3 separate regions of the Mus musculus genome follow, and all the other regions are linked to region 2. Evidence: chromatin contacts called from public HiCAR-type and promoter capture Hi-C data. All regions are on one chromosome and are shown on one strand. The core of a region is the stretch at or near the end of the contact, and the rest is flanking DNA. Distances in the headings are between cores, read along the strand shown. Region 1 holds the start of Mtfr1 (mitochondrial fission regulator 1). Region 2 overlaps Gm30789 (predicted gene, 30789). Region 3 overlaps Pde7a (phosphodiesterase 7A).

What was found. Promoter capture Hi-C pulls out the DNA fragments that hold promoters and counts their contacts. HiCAR-type assays count read pairs that join an accessible place to other places.
Region 1: a promoter capture Hi-C map of liver shows a contact between it and region 2, with 2.3 times the contacts expected there. The contact joins the promoter of Mtfr1 here to the enhancer-like site in region 2. A contact is called at or near these places in 8 of 39 promoter capture datasets (the 3T3-L1 cell line, the HPC-7 cell line, cranial neural crest and 4 more), 2 of 484 Hi-C or Micro-C datasets (both in embryonic stem cells) and 5 of 115 datasets of contacts at active chromatin or transcription factors (astrocytes, embryonic fibroblasts, embryonic forebrain and 2 more).
Region 3: a HiCAR-type map of embryonic stem cells shows a contact between it and region 2, with 2.6 times the contacts expected there. The contact joins two enhancer-like sites. A contact is called at or near these places in 3 of 115 datasets of contacts at active chromatin or transcription factors (astrocytes, embryonic stem cells and pancreatic cancer cells).

What each region holds. Positions count from the first base shown.
Region 1 is chr3:19,186,600-19,189,468 of GRCm38.p6, forward strand. It overlaps Mtfr1 (mitochondrial fission regulator 1), which reads left to right and starts at 1,511. Exons shown (of 8, transcript NM_026182.6): 1 at 1,511-1,689.
Region 2 is chr3:18,623,627-18,626,383 of GRCm38.p6, forward strand. Gm30789 (predicted gene, 30789) reads right to left here. Exons shown (of 4, transcript NR_166210.1): 4 at 1-2,427. Among named protein-coding and RNA genes, the nearest start is that of Gm30723, 7.7 kb to the left of the region's middle. Within about 2 kb of position 1,270, at least 196 of the 459 cell types and tissues checked have an H3K27ac peak or open chromatin away from gene starts, as enhancers often do. A contact at or near this core is called in the HPC-7 cell line, astrocytes, embryonic fibroblasts and 5 more, where this site is marked.
Region 3 is chr3:19,232,628-19,235,327 of GRCm38.p6, forward strand. It overlaps Pde7a (phosphodiesterase 7A), which reads right to left. Exons shown (of 13, transcript NM_001122759.2): 8 at 1,049-1,180; 9 at 473-564. Among named protein-coding and RNA genes, the nearest start is that of Mtfr1, 46 kb to the left of the region's middle. Within about 2 kb of position 1,409, at least 24 of the 459 cell types and tissues checked have an H3K27ac peak or open chromatin away from gene starts, as enhancers often do. A contact at or near this core is called in embryonic stem cells, where this site is marked.

The DNA of each region.
Region 1 (2,869 bases), core at 261-2,760, 560 kb after region 2:
AGAATTCTTAGAAATGATTCCATTACTGGGAGAAACAATAATTTGTGATAAAATTACTCAGGTTTAAGTCACTGCACCTTCATCTAGATTGTCAAAAAGTTCAGGGCCACTCCAGGGCACTTGAGGGTAAAGCAAGGTGGGAAGGGAGGGAAGTTGTAAAGAAAAAATCAAATCAAATCAAAACAAAACAAAAAACAGGTTTTAAGCCATCTCCAACTGATGGGTGCTTTCAGATACCCTTCTTCTTAAACATAGACAATCACATAGGCCTGTGTGGTGGCAGGCAGCTGAGAGTCACCTGTGGGTCACACAGCTGGTGACCAGGGATCCTGAGGCAACTAATAGCTTAGCAGTAAATCCTACAAGTATCATTGGAATGGTCGCCCTGGTGTGTGGTCCCTACCAGTTCACTTCAGCAGCTTTTGTCTTTTCATCAGCCTTCAGACCAAGCACCCCTCCCTGAACTGCTCTCTCAGGCTTCTCTCTCCCAGCCTTGGTCACAGCCTGTCAGGCCCTTTTGTACTTAAAACGTTATAACACTTGGTCACATATATTAATTAACCTTGTTTTGATCTCCCTGCCTTTTGGTAGGCTTACTCAGGGTGTGGTTCAAGGCTTAAAAAACAAACAAACAAACAAACAAACCCCACCAACTTTGTACTGTCATAATGGGCTCCCAACGAGCCGTTGCTGAGTAACTGAATTGAAGCTCTAGGTGAAATCCAAAGCAGTAGCCAGGAGGAATTTAGGCCATCCAGGGTAAGAACACCAGCGCTCCAATGAGAGGGTAAGAGAGAAGGCGAAGTAGCAACAGCTGCTGCCCACTTCCCACCTCAACTCTTCCACCCTCTTCCAGGTTGTTTTGGACATAGGCTGGTCTTCAACTCTGGATCCTCCAGCCTCCAACTTCAAACTACTCGTTTTACATAGCAGGAGCCGCCACGCCCAGGTAGGAGCGGCCTCTTGAATTACTGATAGGCTTTCCCTCCATATTCACGTTTTATCGCACCCACACACACCACCGTGCTGCTTATAGCTAACTTGACACAGACTGATCGTATTTTCATGACTAGGTTATCTGAAATCTAGAATAACCCTTCATTAAAAACTACGCACACCAATTAGGCAGACTTTGAGGCGGGGGAACTGAAGGCAGGAAAAGTCTTCACTCCCTCTGAGCCGCGCCTTCCACTCCTCCAGAACATACGTCCGGGATTTGAGGCCCGAAACAGATCGCCCTGGCAGACAAAGTCCCCACAGAGCGTGGGTTGAGAAGGGCTCGACACAGGCTAGGCTAGGCTAGGCTAAGGACCTAGCTCCTTTCAGCGGGCACACATTTGAGACTTCACTCGGAATGTGGGTATTCCTACACCCAAAAGGGGCGAAGTTTACCAACAAAAATAACAGGGGCAGAAGCACCCAAGACAAAGCGCGGCACACTAGCAAGCACACGCCCCTTACTGGGCACCGCGCGTGCGCACAGAGCCCGGGACAGGTAGCCGGCGTGGCCGGCGAGCAGACACGCCTTCCGCCGGCCTCTCCTGAGCCCGCCCCCGGGCCTCAGCGAGCCGTTCACTGGTCAGCCTAGGCCGGGCCAGGGGCGGGGATTGGCTGATTGGCATAAGGTCCTGGGACAGCCAATCTGGAAGGCTGAGCAGCTGCGAAGGTGAGGGCTGCTGCGCAGCCGAGGTGAGTGGGGCCCGGGACAGAAAAGCGGTTGGCGGGGTGGGGAATGGCTACCACCCGGAGCTGAACGGTGGCGGGAGGCCGTGTTGTGGACAAGGGAGGGGACGGGGCGCGGCGCGGGAGGCCGGCGAGCGGGAGGGAGGCCGCGGAAGCCCGGAGCAGAGAGCAGCCCTCCGGCTCGCCCGCGCCTGGCCTGCTGAGCTCCGCGGGCCGCCGGCCTGGCTCCCATCCCCCGCAGTCGGCGTTGTGCCCTCGCTGGATCCGGGCTGAACGGGGCGGCCCACGGCGTTCAGCCTGTTCTACCTGGACCTACTTTCCTGTCATTGTCGGCTGGCAGCTCTGAACTTTCTAAGCGTGCGCAGTTTGCGTGTAGCCAGACTACAGAAACTTTGAGATCTGAAGTCAAACTTAACCAAACCTTTCTTTCCGCCTGATGGTTTGTTTTGTGATTGGTCTGATGTAACCTCTTCTGGCTTAAACCTCGTTTTGTGCTTGAGGATGGTCAATAGAAGTTCGGATCCTACCCCCTCCACCTCCCAACTACAGGATTTAAAGCTTGCTTCACCACATCCGGAAAAGAATATTAAGGAGTATTTCATGATACTTGGTAATTTAGCGTTCACTTTTTTGTTTGGTTTGGTTTTGAGACAGAGTTGTCTTCCTTACTCTAGGCTGGGGTGGAATGCACTATGTAGATTAGGTTGAGCTGCCTAAAACCTCCTGCCTCAGTCACCACGCCCGATTCCAGTCACCTTTTCCTAGTGTATGTAGTTGTTTTACATTACAATGACTTAGTCAAGGAAGTTGTGACACTTACTATCTTGTTACATGAAAGTAAGTTGTGTCCACATATATTGATCACATATATTGTACATACACAAAAATCATTTAAAAGGTAAAAATTATTTTTAAAAAGAAGGTAATAGAAATGGGTTTGCGATTATATACAACCGAGTTTGACTATAAAATGCTTACGAGCTAAGAAAAGTCTCAGTCACGATGTGCAGCTAACTCTCTATCAACACCCTAATCTTTGAATTGAAATGCAAGTCTAGTAACTGAAGAGGAAACTTAAGGGTTCTTTAGAAACTGTGTTGTACGGTGTTCTGCTGGGCTAAACACGTGAAGGAACATGTAGCTGAAGTGGACCTAGGCGAAAGGATGTTCTACGAAAGCAAGCACG
Region 2 (2,757 bases), core at 20-2,519:
AAGTACATACAGCACTTTAAGGACATCTCTGCTCATGAACATGAGTTTTAAACTGTCTCAAGGAAATTTCTCTAAGCAAGATTTTAGTTTGGGACTTAGAGTTAAAGGACACTAATGGTGTATGGCTGTGTATCTGGCACAGATCAAGAGAAATTCCATGCTAGAGATGACTGGAGCATAAATATCTGAGTTTGGGCCAAGCTCTAATTACTAAACCTCATTTTAGAAGTATGTTTCCATACTGTCATGGTCCAGTAGGCCATCTCTTAAAGAAAGACTCAGAACTGCCACCGTTAGGAAGCAAAAGATTTCTTTCTCCCTGAGTAACTGGAGCTGCTGCTGAGCGATGACTCATCCTACCACCCCTCCTGGTGGCAGCACTGATGAATGTGTCTTTAAACAGTCGCTATTCCAGGAAGCCAAAGACCACAGAAAAAATACACAGCATTTCCTGTGTAAAAACAGCAGGCAGCCACCAGCCTAACACCAGCCCTGTTGTCATGCAAGAACACCCCCCACTGCCCAAGGAGGTAGGTCAAGGGAGAAAGGTCAGGCAGAGAGCTCTGTGCCCCGAAGAGGGCTTTAAAACCTACATTTTCTCCCTGGGAATCTTCTCAATTCTGCAAAGCCTGCACATAGTGGGTACTCAGCACTCAGTAGGTATTACCTACTAAAGAACAAGAAAACACAAAGGGTCTTTTGTTCTTAACAAACCACACTTCCCTTTGATATGCAGTAAGTTAGCTCCACTCTTATACTCTGTGAAAACACAGTCCTTCCCCCCAAAGAGCAAGACTTTCCTGTCACTCAAAATAGGAGCTTTTCCCCGTGTTTTCTTGAATTTCACATACACAAATCAAGGATGAGTCCCCTTTAGATGCATTTCTATATCACTGCACCAGAATCCTGGCATTCAAATTGTACCTATAATAAGAGTAGAGAATTCCCATGGAAATCCAGGGCCGGGTGACTCAGTATTTCTCAGCTGTCAAACAGTTTACATTGTGGGGGATGAAGCAGGAGCAGGGTTTGGATCTTAAATGAAGCAAGCCCGCAACATTAACTAGAAGGTTACAACTTTTTAAAAAGAGAATGGACGAAAAGTTAGAAGGGGTAAGTTCCCTCAGCCAGCTTGTAATAGAAAACTCCAGGACCAGACACAGATCCTGGAAACTTTAGAGAAAGAAGATTGGAAAAGTCTAGTTTTGCTTTCAATCTCCGGTCCTGGCGATTGGGAGGAAGAACAACAGTGGAACTGTGCCAAGGGATCAGGAGGGAGGAAGAGGGGCGCCTGCTCTCATCAGGACCCGCCCTCCCTGACCTGAAATCAGTGTCCTTACTTCTCAAAAGATGGTAGTGGATTTGAGTCCCACTGCAGGTTAGCTGTTCCTCATTTCCCTCCATTTATAAGCGGTTGGGGCTTCTAATTTTTTTTCCTCTGGGGTTAGGAGAAACGGAAATTTGTTTAAACTTCCTGACCCCTGCAGATTCCCTGTGATTTGCTCAAAACAAAACAGTATCTCTGCATTTCTTCAACCTTGTGCTCAAACCCAAAGGAACCTCCACATAGTAAACAGATACAGAAAGAAAACACACTAGCTCTATCAAGAAAGAAACCTGCTCTGAACTCGCAGAGACAACTCCCTGCTGGAGTTTCCCCCTTTCCTTTCTTCCTTTCTTCCTTTCTTTGTAGCCACGTCTCCATTCTACAACACTTACTGGTTACTTAATACCGTTTACATAACCACTGCCCCGTACACATTTGCATTTTATATTTGCGTTCAAAAATATCCGCCTAAAGTTGGGCAAACTCCGGCTGCAGAAACCAGGTCCACTCTCCCTGCGTTTGGGTGTCCCGGGTACCTGCCAGCTGTGCGTCCTCGGAATTGAGGACATCGTGTTTTCAATTTTCTTCAATAAAGCAATGAATCTGGCAATTTGCTGGCCTGCTTCAGCTAAACAGAAAGGACAATTTGAGAAGGATCATAGTTCAGGCCCAGTCAGACGGAAACGATTGAAAACAGAGAGCTGGCCGCTGTGGTTCCCCAGTGCAGCGCGCTGTCGCAGTTTGACTGACAAACTGACTTTTTCGAGGTGCTCATGCCCATTTCAGTCAGAGTTTATTGAAGGTGATTTTGATCTTCTCCATGAGGCCACAGCAGTGGCCGTGCCATCTGTCACCTTGATTGCATCGTGGATTCTCTGGAGAGAGCGCCATGGCTCCTGATCACTTACAGATTGTGCGGCTTTCTCCTCCATACGGACCACATGCGCAGAGCCAGATGGTGAACATAGACGCTGATTATAAGTCTTTATCTCCGTGCAGGAAGGAGAGGAACTATTAGGTTTCCCTCAGGAGCTCTGCTCCTCTCTACCCTCATGCTGCTCCTCCGCAAATACAGTCTTCTTCAGCTGTCATCGGCCTACCTTGGAAAATTAAAAAAATAAACAATAATTCCATCACCGGGGCCGGGAACCCAAGCTGGTGCAGCAGAGCGGTCCCCTGGCCTTGCTCCCCTTCTCACAGGCCCCGCCCCACCCCCACCGCCTGTCTGCCTGTCAGCATTAGGTACAAAGAAGTTTGTTTGGGAATTAATATGTTAGTTTTTGAGAACTCGGGAGGGACCCACTATTTTAAATGAAGCCTCAGGACTTGCAGCTTTCTTGTGTGATTGCGATGTGGCTTCCATTGCATTGTGCTGTGTGTGCGCTTCCATTTAGGGAGGATTTTTATTTGTTTGTTATTTTTAATTCATC
Region 3 (2,700 bases), core at 159-2,658, 610 kb after region 2:
TATAACTTCCTTTGGATTTCCAGTGTATCTGTGTTTGGCTCACATTTATGTATGTGTGCCATGTGTAGATATCTGTGAGCTATCATGTGGGAGCTGGGAACTGAACCCAGATCTTCTCCTAGAACAGCAAAAACTCTAAACTGCTGAGCCCTTTCTCCAGCACCACAATTTTGATAATTTTGTTGTTGTTGTTGTTTGTTTGTTTTGCTTCTCGAGACAGGGTTTCTCTGTATAGCCCTGGCTGTCCTGGAACTCACTCTGTAGACCAGGCTGGCCTCGACTCAGAAATCTGCCTGCCTCTGCCTCCCAAGAGCTGGGATTAAAGGCGTGCCACGCCCAGCTAATCTTGATTTTTAAAAAGATACGTTTAGTTTAATGAAACGGGAAGCTATGGAGCAGCTGAATAACATATTTTTATCTTAATTAGTAACTTTATTTCCATAGGCAATGCATTTGTTTTAAGCCACCTTACCTGCTTTCCAATGGCAAGTGTGAGAACAAACCAGATTCTCTTAACAAGCCCACTGCAGATCTCCAGTGGTGATTCTCCAGGACTGAGGAATTCTACAAGAAAGGGTCTCTTGGTTACCCAACAGTCATTTCTGCACACGAAGAACCATTTGTCAGTAATAATTAGCTTGGTTAAAGCATTAACATTCATTGGAAATTTACTTTGACTCCTTTCATTTCCTCAAAACATTAAATAGTGTAGAATACAGAACACTAAAGTATTGTTAATTTATTTGTGCGTGTGTTTATTTGTGGGTGGGTGAGTGCATTTGTGGAGTGAGCAACGTGCACCCATGCATGTGTGTAGAGGCCAAAGGCCAACCTTGGATTCGTTCCTCAGGAGTCATCCACACTGTTTTTTTGAGAGGGTCTCTCTCTCTCTCACTGGCTTGAGCCTCATGGATTAGACGAGGCAGGTCAGCTAGTAAGCTCAAGGGATCCTCTTGTCTTTCTCCTTAGTGCTGAGATTTTAAGCACATACTAAAAAACAAGCAACAACAAAGCAAACCAAATTAATTTCCAATGAAGCGGTACTGACCTTGTATAAAGTTGCTAGATAATGGTTGGTTTTAATAAGAAACGGCTGATTAACACCTGGGTGATCCAGATCGTGAGTGGCGGCTGCAATTAAACTCAGCAAGATATCCCAAGGAGTGACAGAACTGGCAAGCTGAAGCGGAACAGAAGAGTTAGTCACGCACGTTCCTGAAATACGCTCTCCACCACAGGAGCCAGTGGGGACAGTGGCTCTCCTGCTCTGCCTGTTAATTTCTCAGTGGGACAACTGCTAGGTCATGAAGCAGCAGCCTTGTGGTGCTTCCCTGGGACAGTGCAGTGCAGGCTGTGTTCTGATGCACGGTGCTGCCGCCTGAGGGACAGGGCTCACCTGATAGGGAGGGCTTCACTTTCATCAACTAAAAACAGCTAAGGTAAGAAACAGTCTCAGAAACAGGACTCTAAACTGATATACGGGGCTGAGTATTTTCATTCTACCAATAGATGGCCACATTCAGGACCCTTTTCACAATGCATTCATGCCAGAAAGGGAATTTCATTAATAGCAGCAATGTAACTTTACTCACCAAACTTAAGAAAATAACCATTATCAAAGTTTATTAGCTGACTATAGGTTTCAGCAATAAAAATGGCCACCTTCAGTCTAAATTTTCAGGTCAAAACTCCCTTCCTTCCCTTTCCCCTTTTCCCTGCCACGCACACTCCAGTGAAGTCTGTTTGACAGGCTGAGAAGCCTGGCAGCACTCACGAGGCATAAAGTTTCAAAAGGAACTCACCTCCTGGAGTTTTGGCGTTCTCATTAACCCGTATACTCACACCCTATCCCTATCCCTGAGTTAGTCTAGTGTTTGGACCCACGTGCTCTCTTTTAGTATTATTTTATTATAAGTGTCTTTTAAGATTGAATTCTGACATAGCTAAAGCCTCCCACCAGTGTTCCAATATTCCAGAAGCCTAACCGAGCTTGGAATCCGGTAGGAATGCAGGAAGGAAGTTACCTATTCAGTAACTAATTAAGCATTACAAAAGACAGAGCCAGCAGCTCAGGGCTGGTCTGCAGAGTGTTTACCATGAAAGAGCCAGGGAATCCCACTGAGATAGAAATCTTCAGTACAGGCTACATTGCACATTAGAAGCAAGTTGGTTAATTCTTCTGACAAATGGAGATTCTCCACAGACACTTAAAAGTTAAACTCATACAAGAAATTATCAGGGCCCAGGAAATAGGGGGGTTGTGGTATTGCAGTATTCATGAGAAGGTCTGCTAAAGTAGAACCCCTGGTGGTGGGCTTAACAATAGACTAGCTTTACACCTGTCTCCCTTCTTAGTGGCAGTGGCCTGGTCCTTCTTTTGATGTACGCATTCCTTTTGTATTGTGTCACTGTAACTTGGTGGATTGTATCTTGTTATTCTTCTGTATAAAAAGTTTGATGCTGGACTTGACAAAATACATTCAGATTCTCTGTGTGCATCTGTGTCATTCCCGCCTACTCCTTGCCCATCTGCACCCAGAGACCTGTCCAAGCAGACAAGGGGACCCAGAGGGTCTGCAGCATTCCTCTTTCCCCTCCCCTTTCCCTTTCCCTCCCCTTTCCCTCCCCTTCCCCTTCCCCTTCCCCTTCCCCTTCCCCTTCCCCTTTCCCTTTCCCCTTCCCTTCCCTTCCCTTCCCTTC